Regions from separate parts of the Sus scrofa genome. Here all the other regions are linked to region 1. The links are chromatin contacts, called in public Hi-C and HiChIP or PLAC-seq maps. All regions are on one chromosome and are shown on one strand. Each heading gives the region's core, a stretch centred on a gene start, on an enhancer-like site or on the middle of the called end of the contact. The rest is flanking DNA. Distances are from core to core; before and after follow the strand shown. Region 1 holds the start of ADRB2 (adrenoceptor beta 2). Region 2 has its middle 65 kb from the start of ADRB2. Region 3 has its middle 100 kb from the start of ADRB2. Region 4 has its middle 83 kb from the start of ADRB2.

Region 1 (2,805 bases), core at 111-2,610:
CTCGGATCACCAAACTACCCAGCAGATGATTTTTCTAGTTGCCCAGGCATGAATGAAGTAGAGCTTCAAAGAAAAATTATTCTATTTTCAGTACATTTTCACTTGAACAGATAATGAAGGAGTGATGCCACACTCACTAGAATTAAAATTAAAGCATACAACTTTCTCTTTCTGTCCCCAAACACACGCATGGATAGCCCAGGTCTGAATGAAATCCCAAGCGTAAAAGCCTGTCTCAGTGCCTGCAGATTCCCAAGGAGAGCACCGAAAGTCCTTGACAGCGAGCGAGCTGAGGAAATGGGCAGCTGCTGAAGTCACCTCCTGAGGTCTCGCCAAATGTTTGAAAGGGAATATGCGAAATGTCCGCATGCTGGGGAGGAAAGGACGGAGATCCAGGGTGCCGGAGAAGGGTTTGTAGAACATGGGTGGGGACGTCCTTGGCTGTGACTCCCGGCTTGCCTCCACGTGGCCCTTAGTGTGTTGTTTACTTCTTTTCGTGTGTGCCTATGACTTTGTGGTTCTGGGTGCTGCTGGGTTTGTTCCTGACCACGTCTCTGCGTTAGTTAAGGTTGACTTTGCGCCGATTTGCTTGTGTGTGTGTGTGTGTCCGTGCGCGCACGCGCGTGTGCTTGTCGGTGTGCTGGATGGGTGTGTCTGCGTGTCGGTGGCTGTGGCTCCGTCTAAGTCCGTGCACGTCTGCCAGGTGAATTGTGCCTGTCCGTGCGTGTCCTGGCGGGCACTCTCATTCTCGTCTATTTCCGAATAGGAGGGAGTGCCTGCGCACTACCCTCTGCCCAGGGTCCTCAGGCCTCACGACAAGCCCGGGCAGGCAGGTAGCAGCCACAGAAGACTGCGCAGCTCCCAGCTCGCTGGTAAGCGGCACCCCCCAACTTCAGCTTCAGCCCTGGGGCCAGCCTGGGTAGCCTGGAGGGAGTGGCGACCGGCCGGCAGGGAGCAGCGGGGCCCCGCCCGGGCCAGCCCCAGGAGGAGGCGGGAGAGGGAGGGAAGGGGCGGGGGGGGGGGGGGGGGCCTCGCCCCTTTGGGGCTTCCCGCGCGCCATTGGTCCCAAGTTGGAGCACGTCACGGGGAGGGCAGTTCCCCTCAAGTCCTGTGCACATAACGGGCAGCGCGCACTCCGAGGCGGCTTCTCCGGAGCGCAGGCAGAGACCCGCCGGCACTGCGAGCCTCGAGCACCCCGGGAGCTGAGTGCACCACGCGCCCCCTCCACACCCACCCCACGGCCGCTGAATGAGGCTTCTAGGCGCCCGCTCGCTGCCCGCAGCCCCCCGCCGGAGGTCGGCCCGCTGAGGCGCGGCGGGTGCGCCGGCTGCCAGCGCGCTCACCTGCCCGCCTGCGCGCCATGGGGCAGCCCGGGAACCGCAGCGTCTTCTTGCTGGCGCCCAACGGAAGCCATGCGCCGGACCAGGACGTCCCACAGGAGCGGAACGAGGCATGGGTGGTGGGCATGGCCATCGTCATGTCGCTCATTGTCCTGGCCATCGTGTTTGGAAACGTGCTGGTCATCACAGCCATCGCCAAGTTCGAGCGTCTCCAGACGGTCACCAACTACTTCATCACCTCCCTGGCCTGTGCTGACTTGGTCATGGGCCTGGCGGTGGTGCCCTTTGGGGCCAGCCACATCCTCATGAAAATGTGGACTTTCGGCAGTTTCTGGTGCGAGTTTTGGATTTCCATTGACGTGCTGTGCGTCACGGCCAGCATTGAGACCCTGTGCGTGATCGCCGTGGATCGCTACCTTGCCATCACGTCCCCCTTCAAGTACCAGTGCCTGCTGACCAAGAACAAGGCCCGGGTGGTCATTCTGATGGTGTGGGTCGTGTCGGGCCTTATCTCCTTCTTACCCATTAAGATGCACTGGTACCAGGCCACCCACCGGGAAGCCTTAAACTGCTATGCAGAGGAGGCCTGCTGCGACTTCTTCACCAACCAGCCTTACGCCATCGCCTCTTCCATCGTGTCCTTCTACCTGCCCCTGGTAGTCATGGTCTTCGTCTACTCCAGGGTCTTTCAAGTAGCCAGAAGGCAGCTCCAGAAGATCGACAAGTCTGAGGGCCGCTTCCACGCCCAGAACCTCAGCCAAGCGGAGCAGGATGGGCGGAGCGGGCCGGGACATCGGAGGTCCTCCAAGTTCTGCTTGAAGGAACACAAAGCCCTCAAGACGCTAGGGATCATCATGGGGACGTTCACCCTGTGCTGGCTGCCCTTCTTCATCGTCAACATTGTGCACGGGATCCATGACAACCTCATCCCCAAGGAAGTTTACATCCTGCTAAACTGGGTGGGCTACGTCAACTCGGCGTTCAACCCCCTCATCTACTGCCGGAGTCCAGATTTCAGGATGGCCTTCCAGGAGCTTCTGTGCCTGCACAGGTCTTCCCTGAAGGCCTATGGGAACGGCTGCTCCAGCAACAGCAACGGTAGGACTGACTACACAGGGGAACAGAGTGGCTGTTACCTGGGGGAGGAGAAAGACAGCGAACGGCTGTGTGAGGAGCCCCCAGGCCCGGAAGGCTGTGCACACCGGCAAGGTACTGTGCCCGATGATAGCACTGATTCACAGGGGAGGAACTGTAGTACAAATGACTCCATGCTGTGATGCAGGTGTCTACTTTCTAAGCGCCCCTTTCCCTCCCAGCCAAACACTAAACAACTCGAGTGTGATGAATTTAGAATGAACGTCTATAGAGATGTGCAGGAGGAGGAACATCCTTCTGCCTTTTTATTTTTTATTTTTTTAAGTTGTAAAAAAGAGAAAACATTATTTGAGTGATTGTTTCTTGTACA
Region 2 (2,748 bases), core at 103-2,602, 65 kb after region 1:
CCAATAAAGTTGATTTTAAAGTGTATTTTTTTATGGAGTTCCCGTGGTGGTGCAGCAGAAACCAATCCAACTAGGAACCATGAGGTTTCGGGTTCGATCCCTGGCCTTGCTCAGTGGGTTAAGGATGCGGCGTTGCCATGAGCTGTGGTGTAGGTTGCAGACGTGGCTTGGATCTGGCGTTGCTGTGGCTGTGGTACAGGCCATCAGCTACAGCTCCAATTCGACCCCTAGCCTGAGAACCTCCATATACAGCGTGTGCGGCCCTAAAAGGACAAAAGACAAAAATAAATAAATAAAGTGTGTTTTTTTAAAGTCATCATGCTAAACAGGGGGAAAAATACTTTAGAGAAAGAATGCAAATAGTAATTTGAAATGGAAATCTCAAACTTAATGTTTTTTGTCTTTTTTTATAGTTGATTTACAATGTTCGGTCAATTTCTGCTGTAGAACAAAGTGGCCCAGTTATACATTTATATGCATTAATTTTTTCAAATTATCCTCCATCGTGTTCCATCACAAATGATTAGACACAGTTCCCGTGCTACACAGCAGGATCTCATTGCTTATCCGTAACAAAGGCAGTAGTCTGCATCTATTAACCCCAAACCCCCAGTCCATCCCACCCCCTCCCCCACCCCTGGGCAGCCACACGTCTGTTCTCCACGTCCACAGGTTTGTTTCTTCTCTGTGGAGAGGTTCGTTTGTGCCGTATATTAGATTCCAGATATAAGTCATATCATACGGTGTTTGTCTTTCTCTTTCAAATTTAATGTTAAAAGGGCAGATGCTCTGAATTTTCTCTCTCTCACTCTCTAAGCAAGCTGTTTCTTGTATGAAGACACTGGGGAGCTGTGCTCCAAGAAGTGGAGCAGGAAGGACTGATTTTCTGAAAAAGCAACTCCAAGGCTGCCAGTGGGTAACAGGGAGCAGATGAGGAAACACACAGAGGGGTATTTGCATATGAGACCCAGGGCTGCGGCTCGCAAAGCCTCTGTGGTGAAGGACCAGCGGCTTTTTGTTGGGGCAGCGTCTTGTTTGTTTGCTTTGCAACATTAAAAAGTCACGTGTGCTAAAGGTCACAGCCTGTCACATTGCTATGTAAAACCTCCACACACTTTTTCCCGGGGTATGTCCGGCCTGGTCACAGACGCGTCCAGATGGTCCGAGGATACCCGGGGCTTCCCAGAACTGCTCGGGGTACAGTTTGGAAGAGACCACGGCCCATGTCAGCAGAGAGGCAGGCGCCAGAGACAACTGGGTCACGAATTCGAACACGGCCTTGTCTGCACACAGCAGACGGTGAGGTCTGAGGAAATGTGCTCACAAAGATTTCAAAACAGGTGCATGAGGTCAACAAAACACCGTGTGGGGAAGATTCATCTGGCAACACACACAGGACGGCGAGGAACAAAGAGGCCTCGGGCTCGGGACCAACATGGAGGTTTTGCAACCAGCCGGGTGGGAGACGGCTGGGGTTTGAACCTTGGCAGTAGCTGTGGAACTGGACAGCAGCGAGGACAGCCCACGGGGCCCGGAAGGGATCGACGGTGCCTGGTGACGGAGTGGAGAGGGACCTGGGGGCTGAAGGCAGGGCCAGAGCTGGTCCTCCGACCCAGGAGGATGCGGGTCCTCTGAAGCAGGAGAAGGAGAGGGAGGGAAGGCCCGTCGGGGGCCTCCATTTGCAGAGGAAAGAGGAAGGAGCCTCCCGAGCACCGGCTCTGCTTGCCTTGGGCTCTGACCCTGCAATTCCTGACCCATTGCCTCCCACAGCGCCACCCACAGTGGGTGACAAAGGGGGACAGGGTGGAAGAGAGTTCATGCCTTTGTGTGTGCCATGTTTCGCGCCTGGCATGCCTGCTCTCTCCACTTTCAGCTCCTCCTCGCCTTCTGGGCCCAGATGTCACCCCAGGGCAGAATGACTCGCTGTGGCACCCCAGGTGTTAGAGCACACAAGTCACATCCAGCATAGCTGCTCCCGTGGGGCTGCCCTGCCACCCGGCAGCATCACAGCCAGGGTCAGATCCACCTTCAGCTTCACCGACCTGTAGCACAGGGCCCGGCGCCAGTGACTGCAGCATGAACAGCTGAGGGACATCGCAGGGAGGACCAAGGCCAGGCGGGAAGTCACATGAAATGGACTCAACAAGCACGGAGGTGGGAGTTCCCATTGTGGCCCAGCGGAAACAAATCGACTAGGAACCATGAGGTTGCAGGTTCGACCCCTGGCCTCGCTCAGTGGCTTAAGGATCCAGCGTTGCCGTGAGCTGTGGTGTAGATCGCAGATGCGGCTCAGATCTGGCGTTGCTGTGGCTGTGGTGTAGGCCGTCGGCTACAGCTCTGATGAGACCCCTAGCCTGGGAGCCTCCATATGCCTAGGGTGTGGCCCTAAAAAAAAAAAAAAAAAGCAAGCATGGAGGTGAACGAGAGCCAGAGGTCACATGAGCCCTTGTTTCTCTGTCCTTCATAAGTGCATGGCAACCATTACTTGAAACTTTCATCTTCCTCAACCCTAAATACTTTAGAGGCTCCTCTGACTCAGAAAACTGTCAGCCCCTCACTCTGGTAGAAACTATACTCTGGGTTTAGTCAGCAACGCCCAGAGCAATCTCAGCTCTGAAAGCTCTAAGAGGCTGGGCTGAGGCCGATCAGACCAGAAACTGGGGAGTCCCCGCCTTTGGTCTGAGAACAAGGATCAGAAGAGAAGCTGGGTTACCCTTCAGCTCTAGGGGCCCTGACGTCACTGGTGCA
Region 3 (2,879 bases), core at 331-2,830, 100 kb after region 1:
AGAGCCCCGCGCCTCTGTGCTTTACACGGCCTCACGCTCCCTCCCTCTCTCTTCCTTAGAGGCCTCCGGCCATCCTGGGACAGGCAAGAACCGACTGGGCCCCCATCTCCCTCAGCTCTGCTCTGGGCCAGCCTAGCCTCCTGCTGCAACCGCCCCCCACGAATTCCAGAAATCTGATGGGCAAGCCAGGGACTGAAGCAACAGATCAGCAAGGTAAGAGTTCCGATTGAAAAATTCCTTATCAAAAGCCAAGACATTTTTGAGATGCAAGATATCTCTGCATGAGCCCTTTTTCAGCTCCGAGTGAGGCGATCAGAGTGTTCCTTAATCCCACAGATGGCTCCCTGGCAGAAGCCTTCTCAGCAATGGCACATTCAAGGGCATCAGGTTCTTAACTGCATTCAGGGGACACTTCATCCAGGGCTCACCTGTCCCAGGTGGGCAGTCATTACAAATCTCACAATAAATAAGTGCTTTAACCTGGAGGAGCTTAACTCTAGGTTTTGAAATTTAATTCTTTGTGCCTCCTGCCACAAATTTTCCCCATCTCCCTACCTTCTGGAAATTCAGACTGCCCACCTTCCAGAAAGCGAAATTCCTGATGTTTTCATTTAATTAGCTACTTAGTCCGTGCAGCATAAATAGGTGTGATCCTCATGTGCAGAAATTAATGGACATGAAAGACTCTATTGGAGTGAAACGTCCCACCACGAATGGCGACGCCCGAAAGGGAGGTCCCTGTGTGCACTGAGGATATCAGATGAACGACAAAAACTTTTCTGGAAGACACGTGATAAAACGTAAATCAAAGCCCACTGGAGGGCTGAGTGTCACAAATCCTTTCTACAGAAAGCTCCAGGGTGAGGCTATCCAGACCTTAAGACGCAGCCGAGTCACCTGGAGAGCTCGGCAACGTGCCGGCGCTGGGGGCCTCCTCCACCTCGGCATCGCGGAGGGGAGGTCCACGCACAGACATGCGCACAAGCCAGCTCCTCCTCCTCCTCGGGGCAGTCTGAGCCACAGGGAAAGCCTTTATGCGAGGTCTTAAGGTCGCAGACTTCCTAGGCCTGAGCCAAGCTGCCCCAAGGATTTGCCCCAGGGGTTTGCCCAAAATCAAGAACAAGATTTGAGGTTCAGCCACTGGGCCACTGCTCAGTGGGAGGCCACCAATTCGGACTCCCCTTTCCACCCAGGAGGCTGGTCAAACCCCTGGGCTGGACCCCGGGACTAAGAGCCTTGCACAATGCACCTCAGATGTTGAAGATATGTGCCCTCCTAATCAAAAGCTGAGGCTCGAAGCGCTCCTATAAGCACACAGAGGGGAGAAGAGAAGACAGAGGGCACAGGACTTTCCCGGCAACGCCTGGCAGCCCAAATGGGCCTGTTGATAGAAGCCTGGTCTTTTTTTTTTTTTTTTGGTCACACCTCTGGCATGCAGAAATTCCCAGGCCAGGGATCAAATGTGAGCCACAGCAGTGATAATAGCAGATCCTGAACCAGCAGGCCACCAGGGAACTCCAGGGTGGAAACCTGGCCTTCTGATCCCTCTGCCAGTGGCTGCTCAGCCTCTGGGTTTCTGCCAAATGGCCCTCCTCCAAGAGGGAGCTCAAGAAAGAGGCAGGAGCTCTGTTATGTCCTGTCCTCAGGCTCTGACTTTCATTTTGCACTAATCACAGATAGTATCTATATATTACTTTTCAATATTCATTTTCCCAACCAGACAGTGGACTCCATGAGACAGAGGCCTGTTTTGCAAACTAGAAATACTAGCACCTAACACAGTGCCCATCGCACGGTGGAAAGTCAGTAAATATTTATTGGATGGATTGAAAGAGACAGGAGTTACAACAGTTTCTCCTACAAAATAGGAAAAAAGGAATATTGAAAAAGAGGGATTTTCCCACAGCCAGGAACAAATCGGTGTCCTGGGGCCAATGAAGGCAGGGGAACTCACTCTCCCTCAGGTCTCAAGTGTCCAGGGTTGGACCAAACAGGCTCTGGCAAGCCTTCCAACTCATAAGGGTCTACACATTTTTTAAAATTTTAATTGATGTGTCCTGAGTGGACACAGAATACAAAGTGACTGAACTTTACACGTCAACTCAAAAAGAGGCCAGGGTCCCTGAGGCTCACCCCCAACTTTACGGTTTCACGATGCCCTCTAGTGGCAAAACATGTCACTCTACTTTGTGAACTGATGAACAAAGTTTCAGTTTACAGTCCTGGCCTGAGCATAATTAATAACTTATATATGTGTGAAAGGCATTAAATCCACTGACAGCCACTTATCCACTCAACTCACCACCCAGAACCTACTAAACACGTGCTTCGCCCCCTGCCCCTGCTTCTGTCTCGGAAGGAGTGGGCATCCGTCATCACACACGACCACGTTAGTACTGCCCTGCGAGCGCTGGGAAGGAGGCAGAGTGTTAACACAGCACGGGGCAGGCGCTGGGCCCCTAGAGGAGGGCTTCGCTGAAGAAAGGGCTTAGCTGGAACTGGAAGGATTGGCAAGACAAAAGTGAGACGTGGTGAGGGGAGGGAGGAGGCTGAGAATTCCAGACAAGAAACAGCTCTGGGAGCTGGAGAGAGAAGTTCGGGTGCGGTGCGGAGAAGGGCACAGGACGAGGATGGAAAAGTGGGTGACATGATCACCCCATCAAGGAGGTGCTCCTACGAGACACGGCTTCTGAGGAGTGGCAGAGGAAGAGGCCAGGGTGGACGGCACAGGACAGAGAGGATGTGGGGCAGGATGGGAGGCGGCAGAGAGCACAGGGGTGGGGAAGGGGGGACGCACAGGGTTCACCCGGCCTGACGGGAGCTTAGACAGCAGCCTTGGGAAAGTATGTGGGCCGTCACCGAGCCCCCCTGTCCACGTG
Region 4 (3,116 bases), core at 582-3,081, 84 kb after region 1:
TGGAGAAGTGACTTGTGGTTGCAAAGAGGGAGGGAGAGGGAGTGGGGTGGATGGGGAGCTTGGGGTTAATAGATGCGAACTATTGCCTTTGGAATGGATAAGCAACGAGATCCTGCTGTGCAGCACTGGGTACTATGTCTAATCACTTATGATGGAGCCTGATAATGTGAGAAAAAAGAATGTATACATGTATGTGTAACTGGGTCACCATGCTGTACAGTAGAAAATTGATAGAACACTGTAAACCAGCTACAGTGGAAAAAAATAAAAATCATTACATTAAAAAGGTTTTAAAAATAAATTAAAAAGAGAAACAGAACTTCGATGTTGAAGAATATTAAGCTTTCTAATTTTTATCATTCACAATAAGAGATAATAGAGAGAAGAATCAAACATGAAAGAGTAATGCAGAGAAAACTGAGGTACAATTTTTACTTAAATGTGTACTAATAAAAAAAGCTATTGTAATACCAAAAAAAAAGGATTTCCTTCTCTGTGACTAATATTCCACTGTATGTTTGTACCACATCTTTATCCATTTATCTATCAATGGACACTTAGGTTGCTTCCATATCTTTTTTGTTATAAATAATGCTTCAATGAACACTGGGTGCATATATCTGTTCGAGCTAGTGTTTTTTTTCCCTCAGATAATTTGCAAAAGTAAAACTGCTCCTTTGTATGATAGTTCTATTTTTGTTTTTTTGAGGACGCTCCAAACTGTTTTCCATAGTGGTTGCACCAATTTCTATTTTTCTGCCAACAGTGCACACGGTCCCCTTTTCTCCACATCCTCACCAGTATTTATTTCTTGACCTGTTTTGTTGTTGTTGTTGTTGTTCTTGCTTTTTAGGGCCCCACCCATGGCATATACGAAGTTCCCAGGCTAGGGGTCGAATCATAGCTTCAGCTGCTGGCCACGGCCACGGCCACGGCCACAGCCACAGCCACTCGGGGTCCAAGCCACGTCTGCAACCTACACCGCAGCTCACAGCAACACCGGATCCTTAACCCACTGAGCGAAGCCCTCATGGTTCCTAGTCGGATTCATTTCCACGGCATAAGTGGGAAGCCGGGAACTCCGTATTTCTTGACTTTCTGATAACAGCCACTCTGACCGGTGGGGAGTGACATCTCAAAGTGGCTTTTGATGATCTGTTTGGCCACGCTCCCCCGATAAAGCCCGAGCTCCACGAAGGAGCAGACTGCATCTTGCGGGCTCACTGTTCCCCTCAGCCCCCAGAGCTATCGTGATGATGGAAGAGACAGCTGAGCACGCAGGGGTGTTCCAGCCCAGGCCCTGGCCAAAGCTGTGCGCCTCAGGCAACTCCCTCGCCGTCTCCAGGCCTCGGCTTCACCAGCTGCAAAATGAGACAGAGGCTGGGTGACCTGCGCTGCCTTTTCCCATCCGAATGTACTAGGTTCAACAACCTGAGAGCATCAGCCCAAAGCAAAATAATTTCAGTGCTCATAAAGGAAGACCCTGGGAATGTCACTCCCTCCTGCCGTATGAGCTGTGTTTACAAAACAAACCCAAGAACTCATCATAAATCATTCCAAGTGGAGCTGCCTGAGCTGAAGCAACGAGACAAAAATACCTCCGGGCACAGCTCCTCTGGGCCCCCACCCGGCTGAAGAGAAGCAGGCTGGCCAGCGCTGCACCCTCTGAAGAGTCACTTATTGTTGCTGATTTTTTTTTCCTTTCCCACAGTGGGTCCCTCAGCAGAACTTCTCCCCACCCTTCAAGCTTCTAACCCCTCCTAGGACCTTCATCGTTCCAGTGCCCGGCAAAGAGGAAATGGCCTAAAAAGATGAGGTACTGAGTTCCCAGTCGAGCCCTTCTGAGATGTACGTAACACTTCCCTCTGATCTGATCTGTCAAAGAGGGGCTGCTCTAATTACCTTGACAAAACACAGAGGGGAAATACTTTGAAAATCTTAAAAGGCTGTACACATGCTGGGATTGCTTTTGGCCACTGTTTCCAACTTGCTCACTGACTAAAACACAGCTACAAGAATCGTGATATTTTATCTTTACGTGGGGAATGGAAGGCTTGGTTCCCAGGTCAAAGAACCTCAGACAGCCAAGTTGCAGGCGGCTGAATCATCCTGGACTGACTCAACTTGCTGGAGAGGTAGATCTAATTCAAGCTTTTCATGGTGTCTCGGCGTGGAAGTCAGGGGCCCTGCCTCTGAGGCAGATCCAATCTCAAGAGCTGCCACTGGTACCAAAATGCCTGAGTCCCTGTGACTCTGGGGGCTCTGAAGTCCAAGTGTAGCTGATGGGATCAGAGTGCACATTTTAATGTCAGACAGACTTTGGTTGAGTTTCTTGCTGCCAATTACCAGCCCTATAAGATTTTGTCTCCCCTTCAAGGAAATGGGGAGGGCTGACTGACCTCACCATTTAAATTTGAGGATGCAGATAAAGCATTTAGCTTTTTGAAAGTTGTCACATATTAGACATTCAAGAAATAATGTTATTGCTATACAGCAGAAATTGGCACAACACTGCAAATCCACTATAATAAAAAATTAATTTTTTTAAATGTAAAAGGAAATAATGCTACTGTTACTGTCACTGCTATTGTCATCTTTATTCCAGGGTCAGAAGCTTGCCTATGTTGGCATATGCAGCACCCCCCACGCACACAGACCTACACACACACACACACACACACACACACACACACACACACACACACACACACACACACACACACACACACACAGGTGCCCCGAGTCCTCTTTCCACTTCCTGCCTTGACGAGCTTGGCCTCGTCTTTCCTGTTTTCCTCCAGTGACTCCGCGAGACAAATATTTCTAAACTTACCATGTAACTGACCCTATTTTACTCGTATTGCTCAGAATATACATCTGGAAACAGAGAAGTTGTGGTGAGTGAGTTATACCAAATTCAAGGGCCATTCTAGAAACACCTGGGCACCAGAGCAACATAGCACAGGAAAGAGATTCCTGGACTATTTGGAATCGAGATTTTTAGACCTGGCTTTGCCACTGATGATAACTGCCAGGGGATCTAATGTCCCTGAAACCTTGGTATCCTATCTGCAAAACTAAAACATCTCGTTTTCATTTGCTTGCTTACAGACCTT

The links. A called contact is a pair of places that touch in the nucleus more often than the background predicts. HiChIP or PLAC-seq counts read pairs in DNA pulled down with a chosen protein or histone mark.
Region 2: a contact with region 1 is called in a Hi-C map of liver, with 2.0 times the contacts expected there. The contact joins the enhancer-like site here to the promoter of ADRB2 in region 1. A contact is called at or near these places in 1 of 5 promoter capture datasets (liver), 6 of 47 Hi-C or Micro-C datasets (blood, liver and skeletal muscle) and 2 of 2 datasets of contacts at active chromatin or transcription factors (alveolar macrophages and skeletal muscle).
Region 3: a contact with region 1 is called in an H3K27ac HiChIP or PLAC-seq map of skeletal muscle. The contact joins the enhancer-like site here to the promoter of ADRB2 in region 1. A contact is called at or near these places in 8 of 47 Hi-C or Micro-C datasets (embryonic fibroblasts, fetal skeletal muscle, heart right ventricle and 3 more) and 2 of 2 datasets of contacts at active chromatin or transcription factors (alveolar macrophages and skeletal muscle).
Region 4: an H3K27ac HiChIP or PLAC-seq map of skeletal muscle shows a contact between it and region 1. The contact joins the enhancer-like site here to the promoter of ADRB2 in region 1. A contact is called at or near these places in 7 of 47 Hi-C or Micro-C datasets (embryonic fibroblasts, fetal skeletal muscle, heart right ventricle and 3 more) and 1 of 2 datasets of contacts at active chromatin or transcription factors (skeletal muscle).

The regions. Positions count from the first base shown.
Region 1 is chr2:150,032,436-150,035,240 of Sscrofa11.1, forward strand. It overlaps ADRB2 (adrenoceptor beta 2), which reads left to right and starts at 1,361. Exons shown (of 1, transcript NM_001128436.1): 1 at 1,361-2,617. The coding sequence starts at 1,361. The coding sequence ends at 2,617.
Region 2 is chr2:150,097,364-150,100,111 of Sscrofa11.1, forward strand. No RefSeq gene overlaps it. Among named protein-coding and RNA genes, the nearest start is that of ADRB2, 65 kb to the left of the region's middle. Within about 2 kb of position 1,353, at least 4 of the 83 cell types and tissues checked have an H3K27ac peak or open chromatin away from gene starts, as enhancers often do. A contact at or near this core is called in liver, where this site is marked.
Region 3 is chr2:150,134,446-150,137,324 of Sscrofa11.1, forward strand. No RefSeq gene overlaps it. Among named protein-coding and RNA genes, the nearest start is that of ADRB2, 100 kb to the left of the region's middle. Within about 2 kb of position 1,581, at least 8 of the 83 cell types and tissues checked have an H3K27ac peak or open chromatin away from gene starts, as enhancers often do. A contact at or near this core is called in skeletal muscle, where this site is marked.
Region 4 is chr2:150,115,515-150,118,630 of Sscrofa11.1, forward strand. No RefSeq gene overlaps it. Among named protein-coding and RNA genes, the nearest start is that of ADRB2, 83 kb to the left of the region's middle. Within about 2 kb of position 1,832, at least 7 of the 83 cell types and tissues checked have an H3K27ac peak or open chromatin away from gene starts, as enhancers often do. A contact at or near this core is called in skeletal muscle, where this site is marked.